2 separate regions of the Mus musculus genome follow, and region 2 is linked to region 1. Evidence: chromatin contacts called from public Hi-C data. All regions are on one chromosome and are shown on one strand. Each heading gives the region's core, a stretch centred on a gene start, on an enhancer-like site or on the middle of the called end of the contact. The rest is flanking DNA. Distances are from core to core; before and after follow the strand shown.

Region 1 (6,100 bases), core at 1,554-4,053:
CGTGATGGCTTCTGGCATCTTTTAAGGAGATAGGCCAGCACCGCAGTAACTTGACGAGACACACTCCTGTCACACCTAATAAATCTGCCAGCCTGTCATCCTCTTCCCTTACAAGAAAAGAAAATCAACCGAAGTGAACTTAGAAGAACCCTAAGTCATAAACGCTTCATTCCAGACACATTGACAGGAGGGAGGGTTAAGGAATGACCCCGCCCACCTCTGGCAATTTAAATGACATTGGATTTTAGCAACTCTTATCATCTTGCCACAGTCAGAGACTTTCACCAATTTCAAGGGAGGAACTTGCCACCTGAGGGACCCAGGTTTCTGGCCTCGTCTAGAGGCCCATTAATCACAGGATGGTTGCATCAGACCAATCCTTTACTCTCTGGGGGATTCTTGGGCAGTGATTGCTCCTGGAAGCAATGATAGCTCTGACATCTTTCTCTATGTTCGGGGAACTCCTAAGATGTGATGGATCTATTCTCTCCTCTTAAAAGAAACACATGGCCTAATGAACCTGCTTGCTTCCTTCTCCTTCCCTCCCGTGTCCTTCCCCAAACCCAGCTCTCCTGCTTAAAAACCTAGACCCATGCATTGCCAATCCTTCTTCCTTTCCGCTGGTTTCTCTACCCCTATCATCTGAGGATGAATTTTCCAGAGCTTCAAGCCAAGATCTGGCCCGCACAATTTAACTCAAGGATTCTTTTCTAATTGATTTTCATGAGAATTGATTTGTATTGAGTCTGAGAATCTGAAACACGCATGCACAAATGCTTTTGTAAACACTGCCAGGCTGTAGGACATGACAGAGCAGGGGCTTTGTTTTGTAGTCCTCTGATGGGTAGAGCAGGTGGCATGGCTCTTCTCTTTAGAGCCCTCTAACTTACATGACAGCTCTGTTGTCCCTGTCTTCCCTCCTCTCTCAGTCCTAGCTGAAAGGTTTTGGGAAGACAGAGAACTAGGCACCTGGGTACACAGACAGGTGAACTCTGCAATGGGGCTCAGCTAGAAGTTGAACAAAAGGACCTTGTCTCAATGGTCCAAGTGTTGAGAAATGACATCCCCGATTCCCGAGAACACACAGTACATTTAAATAACACAATCATAAGCCAGAGGCTGGCCAGAGCAGAGAAAGTAGAAACCTTGGCCTGAGCTAATGGTGGGATGCCTCTAGAGAGTCATGGAAGCCAGGGAGTGTCTCTGCCCAGTGGATGTAACATCTCACACCCCAGCAACAGCAAGGACAGCTACTAACCATGTTTCCTGGGGTCCAGGTGATGTATCAAGCAAACAAGTACTGGCCCCATAACAAGCAGGAAGGAGAAAACCAGGATCAGACCTTAAGTTTCTTGTTTAGTCACCTTGCTGGTAAAGGACTGGTCAACGGGGGTTTAAGGGCAGGACTAGAGAACATCCCATCCAATCACCTCGAGTAACTGGAGTTAGTGGGGGCTTGGTCTCTGTCCTGAAGACTGGGAGGTCAAAGGTGAGGGTTTGTCCTCCAGCAGTCTTGACAGACTGTGTTTTGCATGAATCGTGGGTCACCATCCACCTCCCCAGCCACCACTTAGAAGAAACACAGCCCTTACCCCAGGTTGGAGACAGTTAGTTGGAAGGCTAATTTGAAGTTTAGGGGTCGAATCTGGTAGGAAACAAGGCACCACTGTGGGATTTTTTTTTTGGGGGGGGGTTGGGTTTTTTTTGGTATTGTTGTTTGTTTGTTTATAAGTTTGTTTCTTTCCATAAAAGCTGCAGTAGAGTTCACTATGAGGTCTTAGCACCTTCCTATATCACGTTCATTCAGTACTGCAGGCCTTAGGCCACAACTGAGACTCTTTGCAAAGTTTCTTATTTTTTTTCAGGGTCAGAGCATGTTATACTTGACCAGTTTTTCTTCCTCCCCAAGTATCCCCAAGACCACTCAGTAGGTGGCTGTAGGGGGAGCTCTGAAGTGACCCTACCCCCTTCCCAGGAGGCCTCTGCCCGCTTCTCACCTGAACTAAACCCCAGAGTGGGTGCAGCGCACAGTGCAGCAGAAGTGAGGGCCAGCAGCAGCCATGGCGCAGCACCAGGTCCCGGAGTAGCATCTCGGCCTGCGGCGCCCACTGGTGAGCTAACTGTCAAGGGAGCAAGGCTTGAGTCAGGTGGACACTGCATAAACCATAGCACCAATTCAAGAACCAACTCGATGAGGACTCACTTGCCCCGCACTTTGGGGCACCTGCGCAAAGCAAGTCTTCATCTTCCTTCCAGTGCGCACACACTTGCTGACTCTCGGTGCTTCCCAGAACTCACACCTACCTATCCTGGAGCACACCCCCTCCCCTTCAGAATACCGCATGCACACCTTGATCCCGTGCACACCCCCAGAAACATCCAAACACACTTATTGAACCTCATACAAACCCAGAAACGGCCATGCACAACTCTGACTAGGAGTACGCTTCAAACCCAGAGTGAATCACTCACTCTGCGCGCGCACGCACTGTGACCCCCATGCACCGCCACCGACTCCCGTCCGCACACTTGACTCTGCTTGCACAGTACCACCAAATCACTCGCTGCATGTAGTCTTTCTGCCCCAGGGACTTCAGTGCGCACACTGTCTCATAGGCACCTCCGTACGTGCCCCCATTTGCCGCCCAAACCCCAGCTCCTGTTCCCGGGCAGGCGTAGGTTTTCCTGCACGCCCCCATCACCGCCCGCACCCCTCCGATGCCTCACGCCACCTTGCCTGGTGGCGACCCCCACCGATCGTCGACACGGAGAAGGGAGGTCAGGGTTGCCCCCACAGCAGCTCTGCTCTCAGCAGCCGGACGGCCCCCATTTAAAGCCAGCCGCCTCCCCAGTCCCCCGCCCTCTAGGCGGGGCCTCTAAGCTCACCCTGGCGGCTGCGCGCGCGCTCGGGGGCTTCACTTGCAGAGGACGAGCGCGGGGCGCTGGAGCAAAAGTTTGCGCGCTGCTTGGGCCTCCAGGGCAGCTGATCTGGGAGACCGGGGCGCGGCGCACTCGCACGGAGCTCCAGGCTCCGCTTGGCCGCGCGCGGGCCGGGAAAGGCGGCCACTTCCGAGGTCGGGCAGCCCAGGCAGAGGGTGGGGAAAGTGTCCTCGGGTCCTCCGCGAGCGGGCCGCAGGAGTCCTCCTTCAGCCCAGCCACGGGTCCCTGCGCCGCCCCGGTCCCCGCCCTTCCTGGTGGCGCCGAGCGGCTGCCCGGGGCGCAGGGTGCCCGGGGCCCGCGGGAGGCAGCGGGCGAGAGGCGCCGGCCCGGAGCACCCGCTCCGGCAGCAGGGCCGCGGGCGGAGGCGAAATAAATAATGCACGAAAAAGGAAAACAGACGTGAGCGGAGCCAGAGCCTCGCCCGCCTCCCTCCCGGGCTGCACTCCCGCCCGCGCTCCCCGCTGCCGCGGCCGCCAGCGCCGCTGCAGTGATTCCTCGTCTCCATCTAGCGAGGCTATTGTGTATTGGGCGCTTAATAATTTATTTATTCACCCTAGAGGCCGAGGACTCCCAGTGACAGTGGCAACCTGCTTCTGCTTGCCCTTCCCTCAAGTTCATCCCCCAGGCTGCGGGAAGGTGGTAGTAAGGTCTGACTAGTGGGGACCCCGTCTGTACACTATCATAGCGGCGCCCCCTTTCCCCTGTGTGTGCTGAGCTAGGATGGTGCTGGCTAGCCCTCCAAAGCAATGTGCCTGACCTCCCTCCATTTGGCAATCATGACCTCGGGACCTCTCTATTAACTCCGCTGTGTCTTAGGGGGAGTTGTGACATTTCAGGGAAAGCCTTCTCCCCAGGACTTTTCCTCCACTATCCACAAACTCCTGTTTGATGCAAGATTATCAACAAGTCGGTTCTTCAGGAAGGAGCTGGTTGCATCTCGTTCAAACAAGCTGCATGCTGCTCCTTCCTACAGGAGCCTTCCCAGGCGCCACGCAGGCGCCCTGCTCATCTGGTGATAGCGCTTTATTAAATGCTCTGATTGATGTTCCCTGGAGGTGGGGGTGTGACCATTCCAGTCAAAGTCGCAAAGAGCTGGGCAATTCTGCCTGGGGTTAGGTAAGAGAACCGGAGGCTTATAACCGAGGGTAGATACCACAGCCCACTGGTTAAGAAAGTTACTTAGTTCCCCTTGGCTGTCCCCAAGTCACTCCAGGTAAACTCACAAAAGTACAAAGTGCTTTGCAAAGCAGGTTTCAGACCAATTCTCCTGCAGCTTCCTTCATCAGAGCACAGCAGCAAGGCCTCCCCTTCTTAGTGCGTACCTAGCTGATGAACTTGTGAGCCCCCACACATGCCCAGTTCTACTAGAGAGACTGGCACAGCAGATGTGAATGAGGCCTTCCCTTACCAAGAACCGGGGAGGGGAAGGTCAGAGGACCATGTCAACATGTTGCCAACACTGTGATGCTCCACTGTCATCGAGACAGGGGCCTACACTGATCAAGAGAATGAAGACAAAGTGGTCCAGGGCTGTGGGAATATGCCAGCAGGTCTGGTAGTCCCGTGGACAAAAATATGGAGACATTTGTCCCTTTGTTTATCCAGTCATTTGTTTTGTATAATATTTACAAACACCTAGTTGCAGGAAATATGAAAAAAAATGAACCACCAACTCTCCACGGGGCCGGACCACACTTTCTAGCTCCTGCCGGCTGCCAATTCTCCAGTCACACCTGACCACAGGACCATCTCTCCGGCACTCCCCAACGCCCCGAGCCCATCCCAGAGTTTCTCTCCATACCACGCACCCCACAGTCAGCCATCAGATCCCAGTACCCAGTACTCTTAATGGCATCAAGATTCTTAATGCTTAATTACCCAATCAGATTCATGTATGAATATCACAATTTACAAGATGCCAATAGAATAATTTCAGAGGCAATTGATAATGATAAAAGCTTTATCCCAATATTTCTAACCTTGTGAAATCATAGCTAGTTGTGGCTAGAAAATGCCATGTGGGTACATGTCTGCGGCCATCTTCCTTCCCCTCCTACTCTGAGACACTCCCTCTCTCTGGCAGCAGAGTACTGGGTGCTGGGCACAGCAGAACAGTAACAAATCTTATACCTTTACAGTCAGGGAGTTGGGACAAAGACAATGCTTGATGAGAGTGGAGTTTCCTAGAACAGTGACCAGGACAGTCTGGAAAAGGGCAATGAGGCATAGACCTGAGGCCTGTCCATCAGCTGAGATTAAATGGTGCCCAGTGTTTTCCTGTCTTTGTAGCCTAAGCCAGTTGAAGTATTTTGCCCAGTGCAGGACTCTAGTCTTTAGCAAAGACAACAGCACCTGCTACCTGGAACTTTTTGCTACTTGAAAAAGCTACTCGCATTACATTTTGAATTCACTCTCATCATCCTGGCTAAATCCCGTGATTGTTCCAACTGAGAAGTCCATAGCTCTTTTCTAGGTGGAATCACACAGCTATTTCCCTAAGATTCATAAATACTCACAGCCAATTAAAGGGTTGAGGCATTCCAGGCGGGGATGTAGCTCGGGTGTTAGAATGCTTGCCTACCATGCACACAGCCCTGGATCAGATCCCAAGTCCAACATAAACTGGGCATGGTAGTGCATGTCTCAGGTCCTAGTACTTGGGAGGTGCTGGTAGAGACCCGAAGGTGAGAAGTTTAAGGTCGTCCTTAGCCACATAGCAAGTCGGAGGCAAGCCTGGTGGTTTTGTTTGTTGGTATTCTGTTTTCTGATTCTGGACTGTGTACCTGCCTCTGCACCTGGTCCCCCACTTCCTGGCCCATGAAACTGGGGAGTCTGACACTGGGAACATCACCACCTCCCTTAGAATGAAGACTGTCCTCTGTAGCAGCTCCTTCATGATATCGAAGGACCTAGACTGGTCCTCCAGCCTTTCCCGAGTCCCATGGCTTGTGACGTCTAATGACAAGAATCAACAAGTGACTTCACTAGGAGATAGTTCCCCCACCTGTTGGGAAAACATGGACCAGTTAAAGATAGTCGATGAAAAATGGAGAGAGGCCCAGCTATGGAGTCTAGTGGTTCCATTTGGCCTATTGGGAGGTGTCCAGTAGGTGTGGCAGAGCACTGGACAGCACCCTCAAGCTCCGGCCAGCTTGGCAAC
Region 2 (6,100 bases), core at 2,091-4,590, 73 kb before region 1:
TCGTCTTTAAGAAAATGGTGAAGGGGATGACAAGATTCAGTTTACATGGCGAACAACATCCCAGTGTGGTTATTGAGTATATTGCCCTCTCAGGGGTATAGCGGTGAGACTAATGATTGGCAGCTAACTTGCTCTGCCATGGTCCTACCACAGAGCTAAAAGATCAGGAGTCTGAAAGAGTTGAGGAAGGCTCTGGACAGATGGCAGGCCGAAACCATCCAGAGAGGGGCACTGAACAATTCCCTTTGTGACAAACAGGAGCCCGTGGGCTCAGAAATCCATCTGCCGAGAACATAGCCTCTTCACCAGGCTCTATCTTTAGACTCTGAGCAGCCCATCAGGGTGCTTCTTGGTACAGAGACGGGAAGAGCTGTAAGACAAGGTAGTCATGTCTCCCATGTCCAGACCCAGCCATTTTCAGAGCCTCCTTGTCTGTTAGTCATATACTGGTCAACCAGTCACGGACTGGTTACATGAACCTGAGTGACTTCAGTACAAAAAGAAGAGACAGCAGCCATACCCTAAACATTTTGAGCTTGTTTTACAGAAACTTCTGAAAAAAAATCACAAATGCCAGTGGTGGTCAAAACATTGATACAACCCAACCTCTGACCATTAACTCCTATTAGGAGCCCTTAGGTAGCTACAAGGCTAGGGATGGGGATTTTCAAGAAGGGTGCTCAGAGGAACTGCTGGGAAGCAAAGAGTTTAATAGGAAAGTTACTAAGACTATGGACAGACAAACAGACAGACGGAAGCATCGTAGTGGCTCTCAAGAGAGTTCACGGCCCAGGACCAATGCCACACTGGCATGGCAGGGCCCCTGAAGACAGGATTTAAAGCCTACACTGCAGAAGAGGGGTGCTGCTCTGAGGATGGGGGGAGGTATCATAGCACAAGTATCCAGCCAGGCCCTCTGATTCCCAGGCAGGAGGCAAGGAAGGGAGGGGTGAGGGATGCCCACCAATACCTGCTCCCATGTAAACTCATCTCCCAAGCGAACGCTGCTGGCACTGGGAAGTCTGAGAGCTGGGGGATCTGGACTGTGTCTCAGAAGATGACTCGGTCTGTGGAAGGCAGAATTGCCACAGAGAACAATGGCCTGGGCAGCAGCCATATCCCAACATTGCTTTCTTACCAGACAAGTGACTCAAACATGGTCACTGGCTACTCGGGACAGAACTGGGTCTAGAACCTATGTCTCAAGTCCTTGAGTAAAGGAAAGCTTCAAAGCTTCAAAACTAACTTAGCAAATATGCACTGAGAGTCTGCATCATGGCTAGCCTGGTTATAGGACTGCATCGCTGGGCAAACGCAAGCTGCAGACACAATAGCTGCCTTCATTTAATTTACCGTCTGCTAGGGGCCAGATGTGGTGACTAGTTTGCCTAAGCTGTAATCAAGCCATGGCTTTCACACTTGCTGTAAAGGAATAGTAGACAGTAGCATGGATCTGGCTATGGAGTTCAGGGAAGGCTTTCTAAGGGAAGGGATGCTTGAGCTAAAAAAAAAAAAAAAAAAAAAAAAAAAATTGAACAATTCCACAGAGGGAAACCATTCAAGATGCTAAGCAGGTTGTGTGCCTGGGGTGCTATGGGGTGGGGTTGGGAACAATCTGACCGTTCTACTAACAGTAGGAATGGGGTTGTCTCTGATTCTTTTGCCTGCGTTTGGGACCCTTTTCCTCCTACTGGCTTGCCTCATCCAGCCTTAACCCGAGGAGCTACGCCTAGTCTTCTTGTAACTTGATTTGCTATGTTTAGTTGCTATCCCTGGGAGGCCTGCCTTTTTCTGAGGGGAAAGGAGGAGGAAGAGGCAGTGGCTCTGGGGAAGACCGGGAGGTGGGCAGAGAAAGGGACTGGGAGAGAGGAGGGAGGGGAAACTGAGGTCAGGATGTAATAATATACCAGAGGAGAATAAAGAAAAAAAAGAGAGAATAAGTGGTCTGGGACGCCTCCAGGTGTCTGCCGGGATTACAATGTATCATTTGATGTTACAGAGCCACATGAAGACGTGCTCCCAGCCTCTGCACGAGGATACCTTCGGAGGCCATCTCAAAGTTGGCCTAGCTCAGATTGCAGCTATGGAAATCTCCCGGGGCAACCACAGAGATAACAAAGCCGTGATCCGATATCTGCCTTGGCTCTACCATCCTCCCTCTGCAATGCAGCAAGGGTGAGGTGCCTAGCATCTCAAAGGTGGGGAGGGGGACTAGGTGCCTAGCATCTCAAAGGTAGGGGAGGGGGACTAAGTGCCTAGCATCTTAAAGGTGGGGGAGGGGGACTAGAGAGCCAGCTCTGTGACTAAGAGCACCAGGCTGGACTTCCACAGGACCTGGGGTTGATTCCCAGCACATTGGGCTCACAGCTGTCTGTAACTCCAGTCCCAGGGGAGCTAATGCTCTCTTCTGGCTTTCGAGGGGGCCCTGCACACACATGGTGCACACACAGAGGCAGAGTATCCATACACATAAAATAAATTTAAAATGGGCATGCAAATGAGCAGAAGTGCTCCCAAATCCCTGAGATTTAGATGAAGCTAATGGCCGTGTTGAAGATTTCTAAGAGTGGAATAGAGCTGGATAGAAGGAAGGGGTACAGATACCATCCTTATGCTTGTTTGCAGACCTTGGGCAGTTTGTGACGAGCTACCCATAAAAAAAAGCCAGCCCCTAACCCTGGCTTGTTTTCACGCCGATGGAAGCTGAAATCTTTGAGGAATCACTTGAACCCTACACCTCAGCTAATTAGTAAGCCGGGCTCTGTGAATCACACACCCCGTACCTCCGGGCAGCTTGGTAGAGCAGAAGCCTCTGCAGGGATGAAATGAACTATGCGAGGTGCACGCCCCTGACATGCCTCTGTGGAGGCTTGAAGCCAGGCACCTGTGTCTGAGTTCCTGGAGCTCACGGGGTCATCCCAGAGGAAGGATTGAGGGCGAACAGGGGCAGAAGATAAAGCACTCGATGGGTGTGTCTTCCTCTCCTCTGCTCCTCCTCCCGTTGTGAGGATGTCTAGGAAGAACTTTCTGAGAAGAAAGGATTCTAGAAGAGTCTAGGGAGACTTGTCCCACCAAAGCCTCCTCCACCCGAAGGGAAAAATCCAGGATTAGAGCAGAAAGCGAGACAAACAGAAAGGATTTTGGGTTTCCACTCTTGCCTTGGCGTTTTTGTTTTATGTACCAGCCTGTGAGGCTACACCGTAATCTCTTCCGCCACTAAGTATTCTCTGGGCATCGAAGGAAAGAGAAAAACCTAAAGTCACCCCTAATGCAGCCTGTCTTCCCTGACAGACCTAAAGAATTCATCGAGTGTGTCTCCCACATCCGGTTGCTGTCCTGGCTGCTTCTGGGATCCCTCACGCATAATGCAGTCTGTCCCAACGCCTCCTCTCCATGCCTTCCCATACCTCTGGATGCAGGTTCCCACATTGCAGACCACCTTATTGTTATCCTAATTGGATTTCCAGAGCAATCAAAGGTAAGTGATTTCTGCAGGACTCAGACCCTGTGCATTGGAATTGCCAACAGAACCCTTATCAGCTGATTAGATTCCTCTGAGAAGGGAGAATTTTGCTCACTCTCCCGTGTCTATTAGGAAAGTAGCTGGGCTAATGCCTTACTTAAAGTTGTTTAAATTCCCAGGCTGTCTTTTCTGCCCCTAAATTGTTTTCTGGCTTACTTTTATGGAGATAAATTATAACAGCAAGGGAGAGGTGGTTTCCCAGGCAATGTTTTGTCTCAAAACAATAGAGAGAAATAACAGGCTACAGATACAATAAAAATTTGCTGCTCAGTTTTCAGAACCAAGGATGAAGTTGGGGGGGGGAGGGATATGTGCCCATCTTGTTCTTTATGCACTTTTTTTTTTGGACTCAAATCCCGTAGGACACATGAACACACAGCATGAAAGTGAGAAAGCTAGCGTGGTGCTCAGCAAAGCACACTGTATTCACCTACCCAGAGGAACGTTTGCAAATCGTAGAGACAGATGGCGTGCTTAAGAGAATAAAGTAAAACCCAGGCTGATATAAGTCATGAACTCAGACTTGCAAACCAGACAAGTCAGCTACCAGGAGCTAAGGGCTGGTCCTGGAGCTTAGGCAAGCTCTTGGAGATCCCAGTAGGTTTAAGAGAACCTGAGACTCAGGCCAGAGCAAGCTCTGTGAGAAAATGGAGTGCCTGTCCAGATGATCCACATGATGTTTGCCAGAAACTGTACCTTGGTGCCTCATTCTTGCATGGTTCAAGGAACTTGATCTGACTGGGGAGTGGAGGAAATTAGAAAAGACGGACACAGAGAAAACCTGGGATCTGGTGGACTGGACTATCTGATAGAGTAGGCTCAGCATCCCAGACACTCAGTGTGTTAATTAGATAGAATTGAACAGGGCAGTGGGGTTTCTGTGTACAGCTGAACAAGGAGATGTTGTTATTAAGTACAAACCCAGAGGCAGGCTATGGTATACATCTGGACAAGGAGGCCGGTTTAACTAACCTTAGTAGAAACAGTCCCTGTGAGGGAGCGGTCTTCAGGCTGTAAGCATCTGGGAACAGGGGGATATGGTGGACACTTTGTGGGCACACTGTTAGCATCTGGACATGACCAGAAGACTATTTTGTCGTCCCTTTGGGCCTCACTCCAGGGAGAAAGAAGATTTCGCCATTTTTCCATGGGACATTGCAGTGCCCATGTCAAGAACACATATTCAACCAAGGCTTCATTCAGTCAGGGCTTCCTCTGCTCCTCACAACCTTTGCAAACTCCAAAAAAAAAAATTATTTAATTTTCCCCAGCTTCAGTTCTTCATCTGTAAAGTCCATAGTAGGTTGGCTTGGGAACTGTGGAAGGAGTCTGTGGAAAGCCTCCATAATGCTGTGGCAGTGAGTGCCCACCACAGATAAGTCTTCTGTTGACACTGCTCTGCTGCCATGTGAGTCTAAGTGCGGGGAGGAGGGTCTTGCCTGCTTCTCTTTTACTCCTAGCTGGCCCTTTCAGCAAGCTTGCCGTTATCCCTGTTCTATAGATGTGCAAACATGCTAACATGGCTAAACAGAACATCCGTGTTCCTAATCCACCTTAGGGATGAAAATGTCAGTTTCAGGAAAGGACACGGCCGTTGGTGGATTCCGTCTGCAAATTAAAGAAAAAGAGTTTGGTTTTCCTTTCCTCCACGAACACTCCCACTGACAGAGAGAAGCCGATTCAAAGCATAGAATCTTTGTGAGTCTTCTGTGCTCCCTGGCAAGGCCACCTGCCGTGAGCATGGAGCACACCCGTCCTCCTCTTCCTTTGCAGACCTGCGTGCTCCACATGTGCTCCCTCTTCCACGCGTTCATCTTTGCCCAGCTCTGGACGGTCTACTGCGAACAGAGTGCCGTGGCGACGAACGTCCAAAATCAGAACGAATTCAGCTTCACAGCAATACTAACAGCACTGGAATTCTGGAGCAGGGTGACACCGAGCATCCTTCAACTGATGGCCCACAATAAAGTGGTAAGTTCCTGGGGATCCCTCTGAGATACACCTAAGCTACTCCTAGCCACAAACCCACAAATAAGGATGTAGCGGAATGCCAGTATTCAGTGACTTTATTTAGCCATGCTACCATATCAAAGTATCATGTTGTAGGTCTTAAACAGTAAAAAAACAAAACAAAACAAACAAAAAAAACCAACAACAAAGCAAAGCAAAGCAATCCAACCAAATGCAAAGCAGACATAGTTTGTCTTTCCTACCCAGGGCTAAATGAACTCGGTATGAAATTTCTACCTTTAGGATGCTGTAAGGCCAAAGGATTAGGAGAAAAAAAGCCATGCCAGGTCCAAATCCAAAGCAATATGGGCAAACCCCCACCATTAGGTACCTTTCTATCATAGTCTGAGAGCAGACTAACCACAGAGCCAAGAGAGGGGCTATCTCAGGTTACACTGGAAATAGCTGGGAGCACTTAGCCTGCACCTATTTCATTAAGCAAACTTGGATAGCCTTTCTGGAGTTAGTTGGAGGTGTGTGGGAGGTATTTGTGAGAGATTCTCAGGGGTTCATTTGGCGTTTGGAGAATTCCCAGCTGAAGGGTCAGCAGCCAGGTCTTGGCCATAA

The links. Hi-C and Micro-C count contacts between places; a contact is called where the count stands out from the background.
Region 2: a contact with region 1 is called in a Hi-C map of nephron progenitors, with 2.4 times the contacts expected there. The contact joins the enhancer-like site here to the promoter of Prima1 in region 1. A contact is called at or near these places in 9 of 39 promoter capture datasets (the C10 cell line, HPC-7-derived erythroid cells, cranial neural crest and 5 more), 13 of 484 Hi-C or Micro-C datasets (B cells, Sertoli cells, cerebral cortex and 10 more), 7 of 115 datasets of contacts at active chromatin or transcription factors (craniofacial prominence, embryonic midbrain, embryonic stem cells and 2 more) and 4 of 9 other capture datasets (adipose tissue, embryonic stem cells, liver and 1 more).

Annotation. Positions count from the first base shown.
Region 1 is chr12:103,239,343-103,245,442 of GRCm38.p6, forward strand. It overlaps Prima1 (proline rich membrane anchor 1), which reads right to left and starts at 2,804. Exons shown (of 5, transcript NM_133364.2): 1 at 2,733-2,804; 2 at 1,998-2,120. The coding sequence starts at 2,090.
Region 2 is chr12:103,166,276-103,172,375 of GRCm38.p6, forward strand. Unc79 (unc-79 homolog) reads left to right here. Exons shown (of 49, transcript NM_001081017.2): 44 at 2,000-2,175; 45 at 3,292-3,478; 46 at 5,297-5,494. Among named protein-coding and RNA genes, the nearest start is that of Prima1, 73 kb to the right of the region's middle. Within about 2 kb of position 3,341, at least 4 of the 459 cell types and tissues checked have an H3K27ac peak or open chromatin away from gene starts, as enhancers often do. A contact at or near this core is called in nephron progenitors, where this site is marked.